Linked DNA regions of Mus musculus: regions 2 and 3 are each linked to region 1. Evidence: chromatin contacts called from public HiChIP or PLAC-seq data. All regions are on one chromosome and are shown on one strand. Each heading gives the region's core, a stretch centred on a gene start, on an enhancer-like site or on the middle of the called end of the contact. The rest is flanking DNA. Distances are from core to core; before and after follow the strand shown.

Region 1 (4,208 bases), core at 1,226-3,725:
TCAGTGTCTGCAGTGCTTAAAGGGTGGGGACCAACGGGGAAGTGCACGCTGGTCCCCTAGGTAGCGACAGCCAGAGCAGGCACAGAAATCTGCACTTTAGAAGCCCTGCTTGCAGTTGAGTAGTCCCTCCAGACAGAGCGCGTACCCTCAGGTCATACTGCCCCGCCCCCGGGTCGAACGGGCGCTGGGCACGTGACCAAAACCAGAGTACCGCGAGCGCACGCTGACGCCGCGTCACCCCACTCGGGGGCCTTGCACCCATTGGCTACGGCGCCGCGAACGGGGCCTGTCCTCTGGCACCCGGAGTTCGGGGTCGCCGTGCTGCCCACCCCGCACTGTGCACTGCGACTGTCTCCAATGCAAGACAACCTTGGGCAGCGCTGAGGAGTCCTAGGCAGGTCCCTTCGCCTCCGGCCTCAGTTGTCTCATCTGTAGAATGGGAAGGAAACAGACGCCTTCCTAAGGCTTTTTGGAAAGATCGGAACGAGTTAATACCAAAAAAAAAAAAAAAAAAAAAAAAGTATTCGGCATGTCACTAGCATGCCCCAAGACTGCACAATGCTGAGCCTGCTGACACAGGTAACTGTCGGTCGGGCTGAGACCCCGCCCTTCCCAGGCTCCCCAGACCAGCTTGTGTGCTGAGCGTCAAAGAGCCCAGCAAGGCAATCCAGAGAGCTTTGGTTGGAGGTCTGGGGTGTTAGACATTAGTTTTCCAAGCTTTCCGCACAGGGTAAAGATGCCCCTTGGCTGCTGTCCTAGTAAACCAATCTGTGGAGCAGAGATTTGTGTTGATCTGATCTCCCACCTTGGGCTTGGTTTTTCTTTCCTTGTCTTCCTTCCTTTCTTTTTCTTTCTTGCTTTTCGAGACAGGACAGTAGCCCTAGCTCTTGCAGCCATGAAATGTGTATTTGTGGATCTGTACACTTTACACAGTTCCAGAACAAGGCAGATCTGTTGTGATGTCCCCAAACACCTTGCCCTTTCCTGCAGAGACAGCTCTAGTAAGTTGACTGGGGAAAACCAGTGAGCCCAGCTACACATCAGGTGTGGTGCTGGTTCAGCTGACCTCTGAGTCCTTCTGGCTGGGACAGGCTATTTGAGTTTTCAGAAAACCGGGTGTCTTCTGATGGTGGGACATGGCAGGGTGACCCCAAAGCAAGGGCTCCATGTGCGTTTTATAGCCCTGCCAACTCCTGTGTAATTTTCTAGCAGCTCCTCTGAGAAAGGAACAAAAATGTGTCCTGGTGAAGCCCAGGCACACCCTCCCTCCTTGCCCCAACTAACTCTATTGGTTGGGAGGTGAAAGCAGCCGAGGTATCTGCAGTCTGAGCAAGGCAGCTTCTGGGCGGCCTGGGGCCCTGACCCTCCCTGGTTGACTCGTAGGTTCTGCCGTTGCCTCCCAACTTGCATCACCTGTGGGCCAGAATGGTCTATTCAATCCACGCCGAAGAACCTCTCCTCCCTCCCTTGCTTTACCTGTTCCTAAGTCACAGGGCCCAGGGTTCACTTTTCAGTCTTTATTCAGGCACCTGGCCTGGCCCCAGGTCACATATGACCCAGTAGCTGGGCTCAGGTCCTCAGGACCTCTGTTACAGAATTCTTTCTTTTTTTTCTTTTTTCTTCTCTCTTCTCTTCTCTTCTCTTCTTTCTTTTTGGTATCTTGAGACAAGGTTTCTTTGTATTGCCCAGGCTGTCCTGAAACTCACTCTGTAGATCATGCTGGCTTCGAACTCAGAAACCTACCTGCTTCTGCCACCCAAGTGCTGGGATTAACAGAGTGTGCCACCATGCCTGGCTCACAGAATCCCTTCTTGACTTTGAGATTCACACTTTTTCTAGATCCTTTTGGAGACACAAGTCATTCTATAGGAGTAGTACGAGCCCACTGGCCCTTCAGGTCCTCTCTGCTCCAATGGTAGGACTGATAGGATTAAGACAAGATCAGAAGTTCCAGCCACCCCCTCCTCCTGCAGGTTCTGCCTGAGAACTCTTCTCCTCTGGAGGCCCACTTCTAGACTTCTAAGCTGAGAGGGTGGACAGGTCTTATGGGCCATGCTTCTCTAACCTCTCAGCTGGCTCATAGATAATTGGACCCTGGCTACAGATGAGGAAAACAGAGGCACATAGTGGAGGGGCCCCACTGCAGGCCTGTATCTGCTGTATTTTGGACCCAGGACTGTCTGGTTCTAAACAGCAAGACTAGGAAGTGAGTTTTCTGTTCTCTGCTCCCACCCTCATGCTGGGCCCCCCATCCCTGGCCCTTTAATCTAACGATGTCTGGGCTGGGTCTAGTCCTGTGGCTTCCATTCGGTCCCTCCCTTGGCCTGATACAGAAGAAGCCAAGGCCCAGTGCCTGTGCACCCGCAGGAGATTGCTAGAAACCAGGCTCGGGCAGGCAGTCTCAACCCGCTAGGCGAGCTGTCAGGATGCAGGCTGGTGGGCGGGGCTTGATGGGAAACCCCGCCCCTCCGCTCAGGTGGCTCCGCCCGCGGAACCCAGTTTCCGGGGAACTTTTCCTTAACGTGGGCCTAGTCCGAAGCCGGGTGGGCGCCGGCGCCATGGACGAGCTGGCCTTCGGTGAGGCGGCTCTGGAACAGACACTGGCCGAGATGTGCGAACTGGACACAGCGGTTTTGAACGACATCGAAGGTGCGTGTCCCGGGGCTCCGGCGCGGCCTGTGCAGGGTCGCACGTCCGGCGAGGGCGCTTGGCCGGGAACTTTGGCGCGTGCGCACTGCGCGATCTGGCGCCTGAGATCTAGGGTTGAGCTTTCCGGACCGCAGTGGGCTAGGTTTCTGGACACGCTGAGTATCCACTCAACTTCAAGCCTGGTCCTGTGTACAGTTCACAGGCCGACCCGGGGTTTCTCATTTCTTGAGTTCACCAAAATTCCCAAGAAAGTCCACGAACCGATATTTGCATTTACCTTGGCTTGCAAGCATCTGGCTACTTTGGATTGAGGTCAGGGAGGTCTCTTTGAGTGCACTAGAGCTAAGGAGCAGCCCCCTCACCGGAAAGGAAAGATACTTTTTAGGCGGAGGGGGAGGCAAAGGCCCTTTAGGCGGGACCTGAGTTTGAGGAATTGGAAATCTGATAGAAGAGAGAAGGTGCTCTCTAGAATATTTTTCAAATTTTGTGATTCTGGGGCAGTAACTCGGATTCTAGAACATATTAACAGGCTTTCTGCGCTGAGCCACACCCCAGGCCACTTAGATCCTTTAAAACATCACTTGAACTCGCTCAGTATGATTCATCTCCCATGTCAACAACAACTACCAATTGGGCGGAGGGAAGGAGTGGCGGCGGATCTGGAGAAGAAAAAAACCCCAGCAAGTCATTGTTACTATAAGATATGTATCCATGTTAGGTGGACTGTTCAACGATCTCTGGTGGCTGTTAGCAGTTTCAAAACATTATATTTCTCTTGCTCGTTTAAGGCTGCTCCACATCCTCCTCCACCCCAGATAATCATGACTGTGTGTCTACAACTACAATGGGGCCTGTGGGATTACAGTAGATTGTGCCCCCTGATGCTCTGTTGATAGACACCTAAGCTGTTTTTTATATCCAACACAGCCTTGGACTGCTGTGCCTACGTCCTCATCAGAGACCTAAATGTGCCATCAAAGCTTGGAGTTACTGCTAGTCACCTGCCGGGCAGTGGTGGCACATGCCTTTAATCCTAGCACTTAGGAGGTAGAGGCAGGTGGACCTCTGAGTTCGAGGCCAGCCAGGGCTACACAGAGAAACCCTGTCTGGGGGGGGGGGGGCGGAGAACAAAAACTGCTAGACACTTAAGAGGAATGAAAGTTTAGAGATATCTTGGCTGACCTGAGATCCAGGCATGGTTAGGAACAGTGAGAGGAGGGATGGGAGGAGGAGAGTACAGTGTTGAGTTGTTAGAAGTTCCCTCTTGGTGTTTGGGTGTCCATCCATCCCAACATGGATAGCCTACACTTATGGAGTACTTGGTGTTAGGTTGAGAATTGCATTGAATCCTTCCGACAGGCCCAGCTGGAAGACATACTTTTATCTTACAAGTAAGAGACCAAAAACAGAGGGTAAATGACATGTCCAAGTCTTGCAGCCACAGCAAGACAGAACTCAGACCCAGGCTGTTGGCTCAAGAGCCTGGACCTCTGGCTCCCAAGGCTGGACGAAGAGGTGAGATTGAGGCAGGGGCTGGGGAGCCATGTAGCTGTCTCCTT
Region 2 (4,208 bases), core at 909-3,408, 53 kb before region 1:
AGGTTCTTTCTCTGTAGCCCAGGCTGGCTTAGAACTCACTCTGTAGACCAGGATGGCCTATGTCTTACTCATAGAGATCTATCTGCCTCTGCTTCCTGAGTGCTGGCCCAGGATTTTATTTGCAAGGTCATATCATCTGAAGATACCAATCTGACATCTCCCTTTCCCATTGTATCTAGTTTGTTTCTTTTTGAGAATCCAAGTACTATACTGAGTGACTCCAGAAAGGGGAGGCATTCTGTCTCAATAACTGACTTTAGAGGAAATCCTTTCTGGCTCAGTATAAGATTGTGTATGGCTTTATCACATATACAGCCTTTATTTTGTTGACTATGATCCCTCTATTCCTTATTTATTCAGGGCTTTTTCATGACAAGATGTTGAATTCTGTCAAAGACTTTTTTTTTTCATCTATTGAGACAATCATGTGATTTTTATACTTGATTCTATTTATTCTTATGCATATGTCTTTTGAGTTTGGTTCATAAAAAATGAACAAAAAGTTTTTTATTCTCTTTTTGCAGCTGCATAAAGGTCATGATGTAATTATCCCTGTTTCCTCTTGTAGACATTCTCCTCCCCCCAAGTCTTTCACATTTACAGACGTGCTACAGTGAACAACCTTGATCCTACACTAGTTGACATTGGGCTAGTGCCCCATGAAGCTTGTGAGGATCATAGTTTATCTGTCCTTTTGCCAGGCCAAAGGATGCCATCCGGGCTCTAAAGAAGCGGCTTAGTGGGAACCGAAACTACAGAGAAGTGATGTTGGCCCTGACGGTGAGTATTGTTTCTGGGAGGGGAAGCCTAGGACACCTATACACAAAAATTACTCTCCCAGGGAGCCATGCTGCCCACTCAAATGGGCCACCAGCATGTAGCCTGTGCTGTCATGGCTCAGCAGCAGCTTCCAGGGTCCCCTGCCCTAAATGGGTCGGTGTATACCAGGAGAACATAAGATGTGGATGACATTGTTGAACCCCGCAGCAGTGGGTTGGAGCTCAGGATTGGAAGATCTAGAGGCCAGGACAGATCTTGTGCCTGCTTCCAGCCTATCTGAGATGCTGGGAGTCAGTTTCCTGTTTATACAGGTGTTCACCTTTATCTGTCCCGTGCCTTCCCAGGATGGAGGTTTTCAGATGTTGCGATGGTTACAGCCACCTTCTAAAGTTGGCTGATTGCTCTGCTTTCGGGCTCTGAGAGGCCTTGGAGTTTTACCTTCACAGCTAGGGAAGTATCAGGCTGTGTTATACCACCATAGAATGGTCTTTTGTTTGAGATGAAAATGAAAATAATACAAAGGTTCCTGAAAAAGTCAGCCAAATGACTCCTTTCAGGGCAAATAGATAAGAATTGTGCCCTTCCTTAAGACATTGAGAACTAAAAAGGGTATTTCAGGTGCTATTTCTGACTTAAAAGCTAACAGTTTTTCAGATGCCATAAAATCTGGGCCACAGTGGCTTTTTAATAGAAACTGTAACAAGTCACCATGTCAGCTTCTGCAGGTGGGGAAAAGTGGGTTATTTATCTCAAAATGCCGCAGCATGTTTTCCTGTAAAGCAGAGGAGCTGCTGTGATCTCCCTGCCCCCGCCCCAGTACAGTCCAAACTTAATAGGAGAGCACTCTAACTCAGGAGCTTGGGATTTGCACAGCAGAGGAGAAAAGTCAGTTGAGAAATAAGTGAAAGCTTTCTTTTTTTTTTTTTTTTTTTTTTTACTTCAACATTGGTAGAGCCCAGGGTGAAGTGTGAATCCTCAAGTGTAGTGACCTGCATCACTGGGGAGCCAGCTCTGACATTTGTTCCTCTATATACCAGCTTCATGCATTTCCCTGCCTCCCTACAGCATCCCTTGGCAGCCTTCTTTTGATCTTCACCATGGCTGAGGCTTTTCTGCAAACCTTGGGACGCCTGTGGACATGCAGACCTGTTGTCCTTGCAGCTAGCTCCCTGCCTGGCACAGTTGGCATGGTCTAGATCTGCCACGATGACCTCACTTATTAGTTTCTGTCAGCCCTGTTCCTTCCTGGTGGCCTTTCCCAGCTGCACATCTGTCCCTGCCTAGGCTGTTAGTATTTATCCAGTGGAGCTAGAGGTCCTGAGGGCCTCTCTGCCTGTGCCTTCACATGTGTGTTCCTAACATCTGCTTCTCGTTGCCTAGAGGCCCCCTTTGTTTATTCCATGGGTTTTGGCTGAATCTCAGAAAGTTGCCACTGTGCTGCATTCCCTAAAACCCACAAAGTCAGGTTTGCCAAGATCCTTTTTGAAAGGGCGGCCTAAAGTGGCTTTGATAGAGAAGACTTCCTGTGCCTCCTACATACAGAAGCTTTGGGCTGCTGCACGCACATATGCACTGGGTATTTTCCAAGGCCAGGATGTGACACACTGACCTTAAAGTCTGCTGTGCAGGAAAACTGAAGGAAAGAATAGCATCCTGTCCATGGTCTCCCTAGAAATAGAAGCAGAGCCGGGGGTTGACCCCAGTCTACTCCCCTGTTTTTAGTTATTTTCACTCAGGCTTCCTGAGCCTCCTACCATGCTGAGCCTCACCTGACCCTCAGGAAAGAAGGGCTCAGCAGCTCAGCAGCAATCGTCAGAGTCTAGAGAGTAAGTAGAGAATCCTAGAGGAAAGGGTACCTGCAACATGCTGAGAACAGAAAGAACGTCTCTGGTTCCTCTTGGAAGCATCGTGGGTCCCTGAGAGTGAGAACTTTTATCTCAGGGTCACCCAGAATCAGATACAGAGATTTAAAAAAGGGAGTTCTCTGGGCTGGAGATGATTCAGTGGTTAGAGCACTGTTCTTCCCGGGTCCTGAGTTCAATTCCCATATACATCAATTAAATAATTCTCAAATAACTCATATACATCAATTAAATAGTTCTTAAATAACTCATATACATAAATTAAATAATTTTTTAAAAAAATATTTTTATTTATTTAATGTATGTAAGTACACTGTAGCTATCTTCTGATACCCCAGAAGAGGGCATCAGATCTCATTACAGATGGTTGTGAGCCACCATGTGGTTGCTGGGAATTGAACCCGGGACTTTAAAAGGAACAGCCAGTGCTTTTAACCGCTGAGCCATCTCTCTAGCCCCAAATTAAATAATTCTTAAGAATAAATAAATAGGGCTGGAGAGATGGCTCAGCGGTTAAGAGCACCGACTGCTCTTCCGAAGGTCCTGAGTCCTCTTCTGGTGCATCTGAAGACAGCTACAGTGTACTTAGATATAATAATAAATAAATCTTTAAAAATAAATAAATAGAAGGAAAATTCCCCTTAGCTGAATAAAATTTATGATTATGGACCTGGAGAGATGGCTCAGTAGTTAAGAGCACTGGCTGCTCTTGGAGAGGACCTGGATTTGGTTCCCAGCACAATTGCAGAGAATCCAGTGCCTCCTTCTGGCCTTCACAAGCACTGTACACACTTGGTGCACAGGCACACGTGCAGGCAGAATACCCAGACACACGGAATAAAAGTAAATAAACCCCTTTCAAAATATACTGCAGTTACGCAGAGTCCCCAAAGACAATGTTTACAACACTTCCTCAGTGCACCAAGGACCATGTGCAGTCTCCAGAAGTACAGCGAAAGAAAGGAGGAAGGGTGGTGTGGGGGATTTCAGAGCTGCTGGGTCTCCCAGGGGAAGTCTCGTGACACTGCCGAGCATCAGCGCAATGCCTTCCTTGAGACCTAGCTCAAAGAACAAGAGAAGGGACAAATAATCTGTGACACAGTCGTTGTTCTAAGACCTCCCAGCTGATGCGGCTGCTTGGAAGAGAGCTCCGAAAGGGATGACCTGGTCCTCAGGTGGGTCAGGAGCTCAGGGCTCCTGAGACAATGAATCAGAGTTCCTGACCCAGGCTGGGGAAGTAATTTAGTGGTAGAGTGCTTGCCTACCATGCACAAGGGATGGGGTCAATCCGTAGCTCTGTGAGAGAAGGACAATCTATCCTTCTCTGTTTCAGTTTTTCCTTCCTGGGCCTTTTAGCTTTGAAAAATAAGGTACCAAGGTATATTTGAAGGATAGTATGAGAATAGCAGCTATGAGAACAGAATGAAATTATATGTAATATGGAGGGATCTCACTGTACCTGGTATGTAGCTGCCATCCAATCTATGTCATAAGTGTAACCTTTTCTCTCTGTACATTGTCAAGGCAAAAGCCTGAGGCAGGAACCACCTAGGGTTCCTTCATAAG
Region 3 (4,208 bases), core at 871-3,370, 59 kb after region 1:
CTGTAACACTGTAGAACACAAACCTGTAGCCCTGGCCTGAACCATAGTCTATAGCTGAGGTGTGCCTCATTTTTCTCTTTTGGGGTGGGGGTTGGGGAACATGACAGTATGTCATGTGGCCCAGACTGCTCTTGAATTCACTACATAATTGAGGCTCTTACCTTCTGCCTCTACCTCAAAAGTTCTGAGACTACAGGAATGTGCCACAAGCCAATTCTGCAGGTAAGTGAACCGAGGCTATGCACCCAAGTCTCTCACACTTGTATCCTAGCCCACCTACTCTAGAAAGCTTCCCCATCCCACATCCAGGACCATCTCATGGCTCAGCACATCTCTAAACCTGCTTGCTTAGCCTTGGAGACAATACATGCAGAGCTGTGCTAAGTACAGAATGTGATGGACCGTGAGGAAAGACATCAGCACTGTCCCCTTGCCCTTTGGTGGCCTACTTTCCTTCATTTATCTTTTGGAGGAAGGCCCCTGTATCCCTGTGTACCCCCCCCCCACCCCCCAAGAGTACAGTTTGCCAAAAGCTGTGTTACTCAGAATACCATTCCTGTCTTAAAACAAACATCTTGCCCCATCCTGGCCATGACCCAGTGTGACCTGGCATTAGATGAGAGGGAAGGCCACCAGCAAGCCCATTTTCCTAGGATTTCCATTTGCTAAAATCTCTGCAGTTACCACCTATTTTATTTGTTACTATATAACACTGACCCCATAGCTTCATGGAGGTCCTGTTTTTTGTTTTGGTTTGGTTTGGTTCTGCTGGGGGGTAGGGGGGGATTGTATGTAGAGGCCAGAGGTTGGTGTCAGACATCTGTCTCAATTACTCTCAACCTAAAGTTTTGAGACTGAACTCAGCTCACTGATTCGGCTAGGCTGCCTGAACAGAGCACTCTGGGGATCCAAATGTCTCTACCTCCTCAGCACTGAGATCACACGTTTCCACCACCTTGCCAGCTTGTCATGGTAAGCACTTTACTCCGTGCTATTTCCCAAGCCCCTGTCCTGGTTTCTGACAGGTCCTCCTTGGTTGGTCATTCTGCTCCAGGAAAGACCCACATGGTCCAGGCCTTTATCAGAACTAAACCAAGGCTGCACTGCTCTACCCAACACGGGCTGGGCATGTAGCAAGGGCCTGCCTAAGCTTTTGCAGACCCTTCTCTCCTCATCTGTGCAATGAAAGTAACAAGCAAGTACAATGTCCCGGCAGCTCCCCTCCCACAGCTCCCAGGGCTACCTAACAAACACCACTGCTTTACATTCTAAGTTCTAACAGCCTCTCCTGCTTTCTCTTCTAGCTCCTTCTTCAATAGATCCATCTGCAACAAATGTTGGGCTAATGCTTGCTGCGGAACCTGAGCATATGCCAGTTATGTTGAAAACCCACAGATCCTATTCATCCTTTCAAACCCTGGGCAGCCACTCTCCACCCCATCCTTTTCTGCCTGTCCCTCTTCCCTGAGTGGGTTCCTGGTACACACATTGATTCTTGTACTCCACTGCAATTAGAGCTTGACACCACTGTCTCCTACCAAACCAGATTCGACAGGGACTAGGCCTTTTGTCTTTGTTTTAAATCCCTGGTGCTTAGATACCGCCTGCAGACAAACAGTCACTCAGGAAAGTCTGGCTGACAGGTGGGTGAGTCTGTAAACAACATCTGCACAACCCTTAGCATCTCTGAAGCCTTTTCCTGTCTTCCCTCTCAGACCCTATCCCTACCCCCAGGCATGGCCTCAGAAAGCCTCAGGGGCCTTTTCTCTGGCCTGGAGCTGGGGTCTGTGAGGATCTTGCAGCAGAGATCAGCAAAAGCAGCTGGGACCCTCTTTCAGCAGGACATCAGCTGTTTCCTTAGCTAAGAGATCCTTCCTTCCCCACCAGCAGCTGGAGAGGCTAGCAGGTGCTCAGGTGGCCAACAAGTATGGCCCAGAAACTGGCTGGCCCAGCCATCCGCCCGGAGCCTCCAGGATTTGGTGGTTGAGTGCAGCTCTACCCGTGAGTCTTGGTAACAGTTGCTATGTAAAATGCTCGAAGGGGGAATTTACTGTCAGCGTTAATAATAGATGAAGGTTTCAGAATTTTTGATGCCTTACGTTCTAAGCCGTTTGATTTATAATGTCTCTGGAAAGAAAGAGATGAGGGCACAGTGAAGGAGGAGGCTTAGGAAGGAGTCAGGAGCTCATTCCTCTCCCAACGATGGCATCCATCAGAGGCCCTGGGAGGGAAAGCCCTGGGGCCATGCACCTCCAAGGACACTAAAACTTGAGGAAGCTTGCACCAGACCTCACACAATGTTGGACCATGAGAAGGGAATCTGAGTCCTGACCCCTCCTGCCGGCACCTGGGGTTGTTTTGGTGGATTGTTGCCTCTCTTCTGAGCACAAGCAGGTGTATCTCAAGTAGGCTCCGGAAGCAGCACTTAAGGGTGCCCACAGCAGGGGCCTTGCAGGGCTGATTACAGGCTCCATGGAGCCAACTTGCAAGTCCAACTTCCCCTGCTTAGCTACAAGTGGCAGAGGCTGCTGCTGGAGACATCTTCATGTTGGCCAGGGAGTCTGCTGCAAAAGGACTCTGCTTGAAGTCCCACTGCCTGGAAAAGCCTCAGAGACCAAGGGGTTACAGATGAGAGGAGCATGGGCAGGCCCTGCACTTCCTGACAGCAGCGGATAGGTCAAGGCTGAGGCACTGTAGCCAGGCTGCTTTGCTGGCAGACACCCAGTGCTATGCTGGCTTCAGGTGCTCTCACACCCTTCACACCTGCCTGTACAGGTGGGAACAGTTCCCACCTAGACTGAGCCTTCTCTGTGCCTGACAAGGCAGAGCTAGCCTAGGCCATGACCCACACTCCTCCAACTGTCCCCACCTGAAAAAACAGGCAGCACCTGGCCCTGCATCTCAGTCCAGAGCAATCTGCCCCAGGTTCCCTTGGTCCTCAGCAAGATGGGGACAGTCCTTTTGAGCCTAATGGACAGGGTGAATGGCACAATTTGTAGGACTGTTCTTCACTGGTGTACACATAATTCTCATAACTTCATCAGTGTCACAGCCTGAGCTGTTATAAAAAAGGAGAAGGGAAGATGATGGCCAGATGTATGCCACATGGTTTTGTACAAAACACTCCAGGGGCCAGCCATGCACAGAGGCCAGTGTACGACATGTACAACCACAGACTTCTTATCAGCGCGGCAGTCTGTCCACACACAGGTCTCCCCACCTTCCAACACCCAGCCCGGGTGTGGTGATTACCCGAAATCAAATGAAAAGTTGTGTACATGCACAAGCATATGTTTCTGCAGAAGATCAAGAACTTTTCTCCAATTTCCAAGTGTTCAAGAGTATCTCCAACTTAAATCTGGACCCAGAGCCCAGGAAAGATATGGTAAAGGGACCTGCTGGAGGCCGAAGACTCAAATGTGTCATTTTATTTTCCAAGTGGTTATTTTTATTCCAACCTGAGATGGGGTCTGGGGAGGTCGTTCAGTCAGCAAAGTTGTGAAAGCACGAAGACCAGAGTTAAATCTCCAGCATCCACAAGAGGAGCCAGGAGAGTTTATAGTCAGTCCTAGCTAGGACTGAAGAGGTGGAGACACAGTGCTGGCCCTACCCAATGAGGAGAGCCTGGTTCCCAGAGAGAACATGTCTCAAAACCTGAGGTAAGGCCAGGTGAGGTGGTGCGCTCCTTTAACCCAGCACTTGGAAGGCTGTCCCTGGAGGCAGCTGGGCAGCTGGCAAGAAGATCAACTCTGCTGACATGCAGACTCTGCTCTGTATCCAGCCTCTTTCTCAACAGGAATCTTGGGAGTTGGGTGCAGTAAATTAAAGGGACGGCCTGACAGGCACTGGAGGCTGCTGTGATATACATCCTAGTCTGGTTGACATCTTCTGGTCAAGAACTAAAAGCCCTAGCCTGGAGGTGTCTTTGTCACTGGGTACCTAACAGTAGAGGAAGGCAGAGGCCCCTGGGGTGTCATTCCCTCAGCTCATACTCAGCACTTAAGGGTGACCCACCATCACCGCTCCATGTACATCATGTTTGCATATGTTGTTTCTTTTCATATGGCAACCTTCCTTCCCTAACACATACAGGACCTGGGTTCCATCCCCAGAACCATTTAAAAAACATTTAAACTCCCCAAACTTCTTAGAGCAGTGCCATCTTCAGGAAGTCTTCCTTACACCCAGTGCCTCTGGACTGTGTCCAC

Evidence for each region. HiChIP or PLAC-seq counts read pairs in DNA pulled down with a chosen protein or histone mark.
Region 2: an H3K27ac HiChIP or PLAC-seq map of embryonic fibroblasts shows a contact between it and region 1, with 12 read pairs. The contact joins the enhancer-like site here to the promoter of Srebf1 in region 1. A contact is called at or near these places in 8 of 39 promoter capture datasets (the 3T3-L1 cell line, 3T3-L1-derived adipocytes, the HPC-7 cell line and 4 more), 3 of 15 datasets of contacts at CTCF or cohesin (CD8 T cells, the NIH/3T3 cell line and pro-B cells), 7 of 484 Hi-C or Micro-C datasets (the NIH/3T3 cell line, cortical neurons, double positive thymocytes and 4 more), 19 of 115 datasets of contacts at active chromatin or transcription factors (the 230-238 cell line, CD8 T cells, the HPC-7 cell line and 14 more) and 3 of 9 other capture datasets (adipose tissue, liver and pancreatic islet).
Region 3: a contact with region 1 is called in an H3K27ac HiChIP or PLAC-seq map of embryonic stem cells, with 6 read pairs. The contact joins the enhancer-like site here to the promoter of Srebf1 in region 1. A contact is called at or near these places in 2 of 484 Hi-C or Micro-C datasets (both in embryonic stem cells), 5 of 115 datasets of contacts at active chromatin or transcription factors (the SCID.adh cell line, double positive thymocytes, embryonic stem cells and 2 more) and 3 of 9 other capture datasets (adipose tissue, liver and pancreatic islet).

The regions. Positions count from the first base shown.
Region 1 is chr11:60,218,894-60,223,101 of GRCm38.p6, reverse strand. It overlaps Srebf1 (sterol regulatory element binding transcription factor 1), which reads left to right and starts at 2,475. Exons shown (of 19, transcript NM_011480.4): 1 at 2,475-2,649. The coding sequence starts at 2,559.
Region 2 is chr11:60,271,496-60,275,703 of GRCm38.p6, reverse strand. Tom1l2 (target of myb1-like 2 (chicken)) reads left to right here. Exons shown (of 15, transcript NM_153080.3): 3 at 702-780. Among named protein-coding and RNA genes, the nearest start is that of Gm38501, 15 kb to the right of the region's middle. Within about 2 kb of position 2,158, at least 78 of the 459 cell types and tissues checked have an H3K27ac peak or open chromatin away from gene starts, as enhancers often do. A contact at or near this core is called in double positive thymocytes, embryonic fibroblasts, neural progenitor cells and 3 more, where this site is marked.
Region 3 is chr11:60,159,138-60,163,345 of GRCm38.p6, reverse strand. The region is part of intron 2 of Rai1 (retinoic acid induced 1); the gene reads right to left. Among named protein-coding and RNA genes, the nearest start is that of Mir6921, 39 kb to the left of the region's middle. Within about 2 kb of position 2,120, at least 28 of the 459 cell types and tissues checked have an H3K27ac peak or open chromatin away from gene starts, as enhancers often do. A contact at or near this core is called in double positive thymocytes, embryonic stem cells and pancreatic islet, where this site is marked.